Linked DNA regions of Xenopus laevis: region 1 is linked to region 2. A link is a contact called in public Hi-C data. All regions are on one chromosome and are shown on one strand. The core of a region is the stretch at or near the end of the contact, and the rest is flanking DNA. Distances in the headings are between cores, read along the strand shown.

Region 1 (3,729 bases), core at 795-3,294, 73 kb before region 2:
ACCCCAAATTATTGTGCTAAGATGGCTGTACCTCACAAATACTGCCCTGAGCTCGATGTACCCCAAATTATTGTGCTAAGATGGCTGTACCTCACAAATACTGCCCTGAGCTCGATGTACCCCAAATTATTGTGCTAAGAGGGCCGTACCCTAAGACTCCTGCACTGAGCTGGGTGAATACTAAATGTACCTCAAAAAATTTGTACTGCAGCCCAGGAGTCTTGCACTAAATTGTATGGGCCACAAGAACAATTAACTGATATGGCTGTACCCCAAAAATCTATTATTATGCTGGCTGTGCCCCTGGATCCTTCTGAGCTGGCCCCTGGAGTACTTTTGTTTTCCAAAAATCTTGCACTGAACTAATTTCAACCCAGTAACTTTGTACTGAGCTGATTGTACCTCTAAAACCCTGTACTAAGCTAAATAAACACCAAGAATATAGTACAACAGATGAACCCCTGGAATGCTGCACAGAGCTGACTGTAACTGGGGAATCTTGCAATGAATTGGCTGTACCCTAAAGATCTTGTAATGAGCTGCCATTTAGTTGTCCCTTCTGGGCTGCACCCAAGTGTTTATTTGTCTGCTTGGGAATTAGACAGGGGTGCAGAATAAAATATTCTGGAGGTACATTCCTTCTAGGGAATCAAAGTTGGAGGGTTGCAGATATTGGGGATACAATTCTACTACGGAATCAGAGATTTAGATGTGCAGAATAGAATGTTGGGGATATATTTCTACTGGGGGATGAGAGATGTAAAGGTGCTAAATAGAATGTTGGGGATACATTCTGAATATTATTTCAGAGCTGTAGGGGTGCAGAACTGAATATTAGGCATGCCGAATGCCGATTCCTACTAAGGAACTAGAGATGTAGGGGTGCAGAATAGAATGTTGGGGATACATTCCTACTAAGGGAATCAGAGCTGTAGGGGTGAAAAATACAAGGTTGGTATACACATTCCTGCTAGTAAATGAGAGCTGTAGGGGTACAGAATAGAATTTTGGGTATACATTCCGACTAGGGAATCAGATCTGTAGGGGTGCAGAATAGAATTTTGGGGATATATACCTACTAGAGAATCAGATCTGTAGGGGTGCAGAATAGAATTTTGGGGAAATATACCTACTAGAGAATCAGATCTGTAGGGGTGCAGAATAGAATTTTAGGTATACATTCCTACTAGGGAATCAGAGCTGTAGGGGTGCAGAATGGAATTTTTGGGATACATTCCTACTAGGGAATCAGAGCTGTAGGGTGCAGAACACAAAGTGGAGATTTTTAATTGCAAAAATGAAAGTGGGAGATACTTTACCTACAAAGAAATCGGAGATAGCCAGGTTGAGAAGGAAGTAATTGTTCTGGGTTCGGAGGCTAGAGTCCACAACAAAAGCCAGCATGACCAGAGCATTCCCCAGCACGGTGGTAACTATCAGGACCCCCATCAGGACAGCCAGGAAGACGGTCCAGGAAAAGTCTGGCACCCCCAGAATGTTGTCTCCTCCGCTGAATCTCCAGGTGTCGTTGAGCTGCTGCCCATTCTGATGGGAGCTGTCCATTTCAGCACCACAGCTGCTGGCCAGAGCTCTAGGAGTGAATCATTTCAGCAGCAGCAGCTGGAGACTCTCTAGAAGCAAAACCATGAACATCTCCAATCTGCCTCCCAGCAGGGGCAATAGGATTGCAGGTTACAGGAGGGGCAGAATTCTGGGAGGCAGTCGGGAAGCGGTTAATTGTAGAGCCAAACTCCTCTGTCTTGTCATGATCTATTCAAGGCAAGTGTCCCATTTGGAAAAGACTTTCTATCCCTCCTTATTCTGCCGATGCCTGTCTGAGTGGCTCCTTATCCTCATCTGTCTGATTCTGCCCCATCTGAATGGTTTTCCTACTCGCAGCTCCAAACCTCCTCCCAGTGTGAAGCGCTCAACCTTCCCCTTCTACCTCTCCCCATTCATTACCCACCTCCAGCCAAAAGTGCTTCAGACACAAGAATGGAACAGCCTCCCCAGGAAACACAAATGCCCAATTAGAAACACCAGCTTGAACCCTATTGCCCCTGTACAGAGCAGCTTTGGAGCACAGATCTGCAGGGGAAGCCTATGGGCAATAGAATAGCCCAGGTCAGGGCACTTTGCTCTCTCTCTCCCTTTTCTCTATTCATATAAAATGCTGTGACTTCTGCTGTGTGTTGTGATGGGAGTGCATCGTCTCCGCTCTGTGTGATATCTTTAGAGGTGGGTGGACTGGGGAATAGATAACATTCTTCATTTTCTTTCCTGATCTGAGGTCGAACCAGTGACCCTTTTACATGGGGATCCTCCAAGGACCTCATTAAATGCTGCTTTGATTTGATTGTGTGGGAAATATTGTGTTTCTCCAAAAAGCCAAACTAACATTTCACAGTTCTGAATATGTCTTATATTAATATTAACTTCCTGTGCTCCTGAGCGCCTCATTGATTCAGAGCAGTTTCCTGGTTCTAAATATATTCAATTATTCAATTCAGTTATATTATACAATTATACATATATAATTATATGTTGTAAAACTGCCCTAGTGTGGTTTGTGTTGCATTAAACCTTCTTATCTCAATTACAATTATTCATGTGCATCAAGATAGCTAGGATCTGTGCCACTGTGACCAATGCTCTGTTATGTGTATAGTTAGCATCTTAGCCATAAAGCAAGGCATGACTGCTGCTTACACTGGGGATCAGATAGGATCTGTACAGCCACTGGGACAGAATGCTCTGTTATACAGATAGCTAGAATCTCAGCCATAAAGCAGGACAGGATTGTTGCTTACAATGGGGATCAGATAGGACCTGTGCAGCCACTGGGACAGAATGCTCTGTTATACAGATAGCTAGAATCTCAGCCATAAAGTAGGGCAGGACTGCTGCTTACACTGGGGATCAGATAGGATCTGTGCAACCACTGGGACAGAATGTTCTGTTATACAGATAGCTAGAATATCTGCCATAAAGCAGGGCAGGACTGCTGCTTACAATGGGGATCAGATAGGATCTGTGCAGCCACTGGGACAGAATGCTCGGTTATACAGATAGCTAGAATCTTCGCCATAAAGCAGGACAGGACTGGTGCTTACAATGGGGATCAGATAGAATATGTGTAGCCACTGGGACAGAATTCTCTGTTATACAGATAGCTAGAATCTCAGCCATAAAGCAGGGTCAAGGCTGCTATTTATATTAGACATGCAGGTTTATATATATATATATATATATATATATATATATATATATCTATATATCTATATCTATCTATCTATACAGTATCTATCTATCTATCTATCTATCTATATATATATATATACTGTATATATATATATATATATATATATATATATATATATATATATATATATATATATATATATATATATATATATATATATATATGTACTGTATATATTATTTATATCTGCCATTGCCTGCAAATAACTGGACTACAGAGTACAGCAAATAGTGTGGTGCCACAGATTAGGCAAACGTTCATGAACATGTGTAGCCAGTTGTCTGTGACACCCTGACGGCCAATCAATAAGAAGGTTTCCAACTAACAAACACCTGCCCTACACCAAACACTCTTTTGGTCATTTCCGGCTCATAGTTCATTGAACTGTTGCTCAGTTTTCGAATTGAAATTTGAAATCTACAAACAGCCATTAGCCACTGATATACCTCGTTCCTATGACTTTTATC
Region 2 (3,650 bases), core at 559-3,058:
CCATTTACTGTACAGTATATACCCTTGCTGTGAAATGATAATGCAATAAAATACACTTGACTTGACTAATGCTCAGGCTGAAAACTTCTGTACTGTACTGTGTGGAGGGGAAGTATAAAGGATGGTATTGCAACACATTTGGGGGCCCACCAAAGGCTTTTTTTTACATGGTCACCAGAATCTTTTCTGTGTCCCAAATCTATGATGGTTTGTCTTCTCTTCTGCAGTGTGTCGCCGCCTTTGCTGTCTCCGCAGTAGCGTCACAGTGGGAGCGAACAGGGAAACCATTTAACCCACTGCTGGGAGAAACCTTTGAGTTAATAAGGTAAGATAGGGATAGGTGGGAAGGCAGAAAAAACGTATGTCAGCCACGGAAAAGAGTACAGTGAATCTGCTTGTTTTTCAGGGATGATCTAGGCTTCCAATTCATCTCTGAACAAGTGAGCCATCACCCGCCAGTCAGTGCCTTCCATGCCGAAGGTCTCAACAAGGACTTTATTTTTCATGGTTCAATCTATCCCAAGTTAAAGTTTTGGGGAAAGAGTGTGGAAGCTGAACCCCGAGGCACCATAACTCTGGAGCTGCTGAAGTAAGTGCTTTTGGGAGACTTATATTCTATCTGCTTCTTTCTATCCCTGTCTTCCTGCTCCTTTTTTCCTGGGTCTCTTTTAAACTCCAACCACCAGTTTATGGTGTCGGTGAAAGGGAGGACCCACCTACTGGTTAGAACTGCAGCTGAAAGAAACAATATAGAGACTTCCCTCCCCAGGGAGACAGAAAATATAGGCTGCTTGTATGAAGCGGCATATGGTATTTAGGGGTTGTTCACCATTGAGTTAACTTTTAGTATGATGTAGAGAGTAATATTCTGAGACAAGTTGTAATTGGTTTCATTTTTTATTATTTGTGTTTTTTGAGTTATTCTGCAGCTATTTCAGCTATCTGGTTGCTAGGGTTCAAATTAAAGTGACAATATTTCTAGCTCCATGGCAGATTTCAAAATTAAATATAAAATCGGTTTGCTCTTTTGAGAAATGGATTTCAGTGCAGAATTCTGTTGGAGCAAGACTATTAACTGATGTGTTTTTGAAAAAAAAAAACATGTTTTCCCATGACCCCCAACTAAGCTCAGTTGTATAACCCACAGGCACAAAGAAGCGTACACTTGGACAAACCCCACATGCTGCGTGCACAATGTCATTATTGGCAAGCTGTGGATCGAGCAGTATGGGACAGTAGAGATCATAAACCACAGGTAAGTGTCTGGTGGAAAACAACATGGCGTCCTGCTGGCGTCATTTTTAACAATGCTTTGCTTTTTCAATAGTTATTTTAATTAATATTTTTATTTTACAATAACTCTAATTCTTATAATCATCACTTCTCATAGTTCGTAAAATCCACTAACCACTATGAGACATGCCCTCCACCTGAATACTTTTCCTTTTCTAAAGTATCTCCAACGCTCTTTTCCTTTTCTGCTCGCGAGTGAGCAGAAAGGCTTCCTTCCCCTGCCGGCACATGGGACAGATTTGCTTCATGCTGTTGCTCAGCGTTGGCAGCTATTTTGAAACTCCATCAACTTATTTTCCTTTTTAAAAGAAAATCCCTAATGCGTTGCTATCTGCCCCCTTCACAGTACTGGAGACAAGTGCCTACTTAATTTTAAGCCCTGTGGCCTGTTTGGGAAGGAGCTGCATCGAGTAGAAGGATATATCCAGGATAAAAAGTGAGTATTCTGCCCCGCCGGATCTGATGTCTCTGTTCTATGTGTAGGTTAGTGCCTGCTTGGAATGTTATGACTGCAGTGTCTGTTTTTCTACTCTGGTGCCTTATAATTAATCCTGGAAGCTATTTATCTAAAGCAGGCCAACCTGTGTGTCTGGACCCCCTGGGGGTCTCAAAGCAGTGCCTGGGAAGGGCCAGCCTGAGGGTAATTTCAGGTAAGCGTGTATGTCGTTCTGGATATTCCTGAAAGTCCATCTCAAAGGTTGACTAGTTTGGGGTAAACAATGACTTGCTGTTTTGGATACTCTTGGAACTATAGACAGACGATTGATATAAAAACAGCCCGATAGATGTCCCTATCTCACGCTCTCTTTAGAGGGCTGGTTCACCTTTAAATTAACTTTTAGTTTGTTATAGAATGGCCAGTGTTTAGCAACTTTTCAATTGGTCTTCACAATTTTTTTTCTAGTTTTTCAATGATTTCAAATAGGGGTTATTGACCCCCACCCATCTAAAAACAAATGCTCTGTAAGGGCTGGGACACACTGGGCGATTTGGGGAGATTTAGTCGCCTGGCGACTAATCGCAGTGACTTTTCTCCCCGAATGGCTCCCCTCGCTCTGCGCCTGGATAAAATGAAAAGTCGCCGGCGCTAATCACACACGGCGATTCGTTTTCCAAAGTCGCCCGAAGTTGCCTCACGAGCAAACTTCGGAAAACGAATCGCCGCGTGTGATTAGCGCAGGCGATTTTTCATTTTAGCCAGGCGCAGAGCGAGGGGAGGCATTCGGGGAAGATTGGTCATGGAAAGTCGCGGCGATTAGTCGACAGGCGACTAAATCTCCCCAAATCGCCCAGTGTGTCCCAGCCCTAAAGCTACAAATGTATTGTTATTGCTACTTTTTGTTACTTTCTACTCAGGCCCTCTCCTATTCATATTCTGTCTTTTATTCAAATCAGTGTATGGTTACTAGGGCCATTTGGACCATAGCAACCATATTGCTGAAATTGCAAACTGGAGAGCTGCTAAATAAAAAGCTAATTAACTCAAAAACCACAAATAATAAAAAATTAAAACCAATTGCATATTGTCTCAGAATATTAGTCTCTACATCAGGGGTCCGCAAACTTTTTTTACCCGTGGGCCACGTTCAAATGTAAAAAAAGTTGGAGAACAACATAAGCATGAAAAATGTTCCTCGTGTGTCAAATATGGGCTGTGATTGGCTTATATTGGTAGCCTCTATGCGGACTGGCAGCTTACAGGAGCCTCTGTTTGGCAATACACATGGTTTGTATGTAACTAAAACTTACCTTCAAGCCAGGAACTCAAAAATAAGAACTTTAGGGCCAATGAGAGCAACATCCAAGGGGTCGGAGAGCAAAATGTTGCTCACGAGCCACTGGTTGGGGATCACTGCTCTACATCATACTAAAAGTTAACTCAAAGGTGAGCAACCCCTTTAATAATGTTCCCATGTGTCCGCAGCTATTGGTTAACAGACACAAAGCATGACATTTTGGCCAGAAACTCAACATACTCATCGGGACAGAATGTACCAGTCATCCATTTTCTTTTGAGTTTTAGATTGTGTGTGCTTGTACCTAGCCCCTGATTCCGCAATTCTGCAGCTGAGAGCCCAGTATTACCTTGGCCTGCCAAAGTCGTGCTGCTTCTGTGTTTGTTAGGGGCTCTGCTGACAGGCCAAGTACTTCTCAGCACTTAACTGAATTAATTAGAGGAGTCAGGCTTTCCTCCCTAGAGCACAGGCATCAGTCTGCCTGAGGGATGTACTGGAGCCAGTCGTGAGCATGGCCTGGCCTTGGCAGTGAGCTGCATATGTACAAAAAGTTTGTGCTGAATGTACTAGGGGCAGAATAGGAAATCTAATATTCAGCCTACATGACAGAATATCAACTGC

What was found. A called contact is a pair of places that touch in the nucleus more often than the background predicts.
Region 1: a contact with region 2 is called in a Hi-C map of the XL177 cell line, with 3 times the contacts expected there. The contact joins the promoter of hrh3.L here to the enhancer-like site in region 2. A contact is called at or near these places in 2 of 4 Hi-C or Micro-C datasets (the XL177 cell line and the XTC cell line).

The regions. Positions count from the first base shown.
Region 1 is chr9_10L:14,986,396-14,990,124 of Xenopus_laevis_v10.1, reverse strand. It overlaps hrh3.L (histamine H3 receptor), which reads right to left and starts at 2,044. Exons shown (of 3, transcript XM_018234978.2): 1 at 1,320-2,044. The coding sequence starts at 1,563.
Region 2 is chr9_10L:14,913,344-14,916,993 of Xenopus_laevis_v10.1, reverse strand. It overlaps osbpl2.L (oxysterol binding protein like 2 L homeolog), which reads left to right. Exons shown (of 14, transcript NM_001086843.1): 6 at 228-325; 7 at 407-589; 8 at 1,148-1,255; 9 at 1,640-1,729. Among protein-coding and RNA genes, the nearest start is that of adrm1.L, 15 kb to the right of the region's middle. Within about 2 kb of position 1,808, at least 2 of the 7 cell types and tissues checked have an H3K27ac peak or open chromatin away from gene starts, as enhancers often do.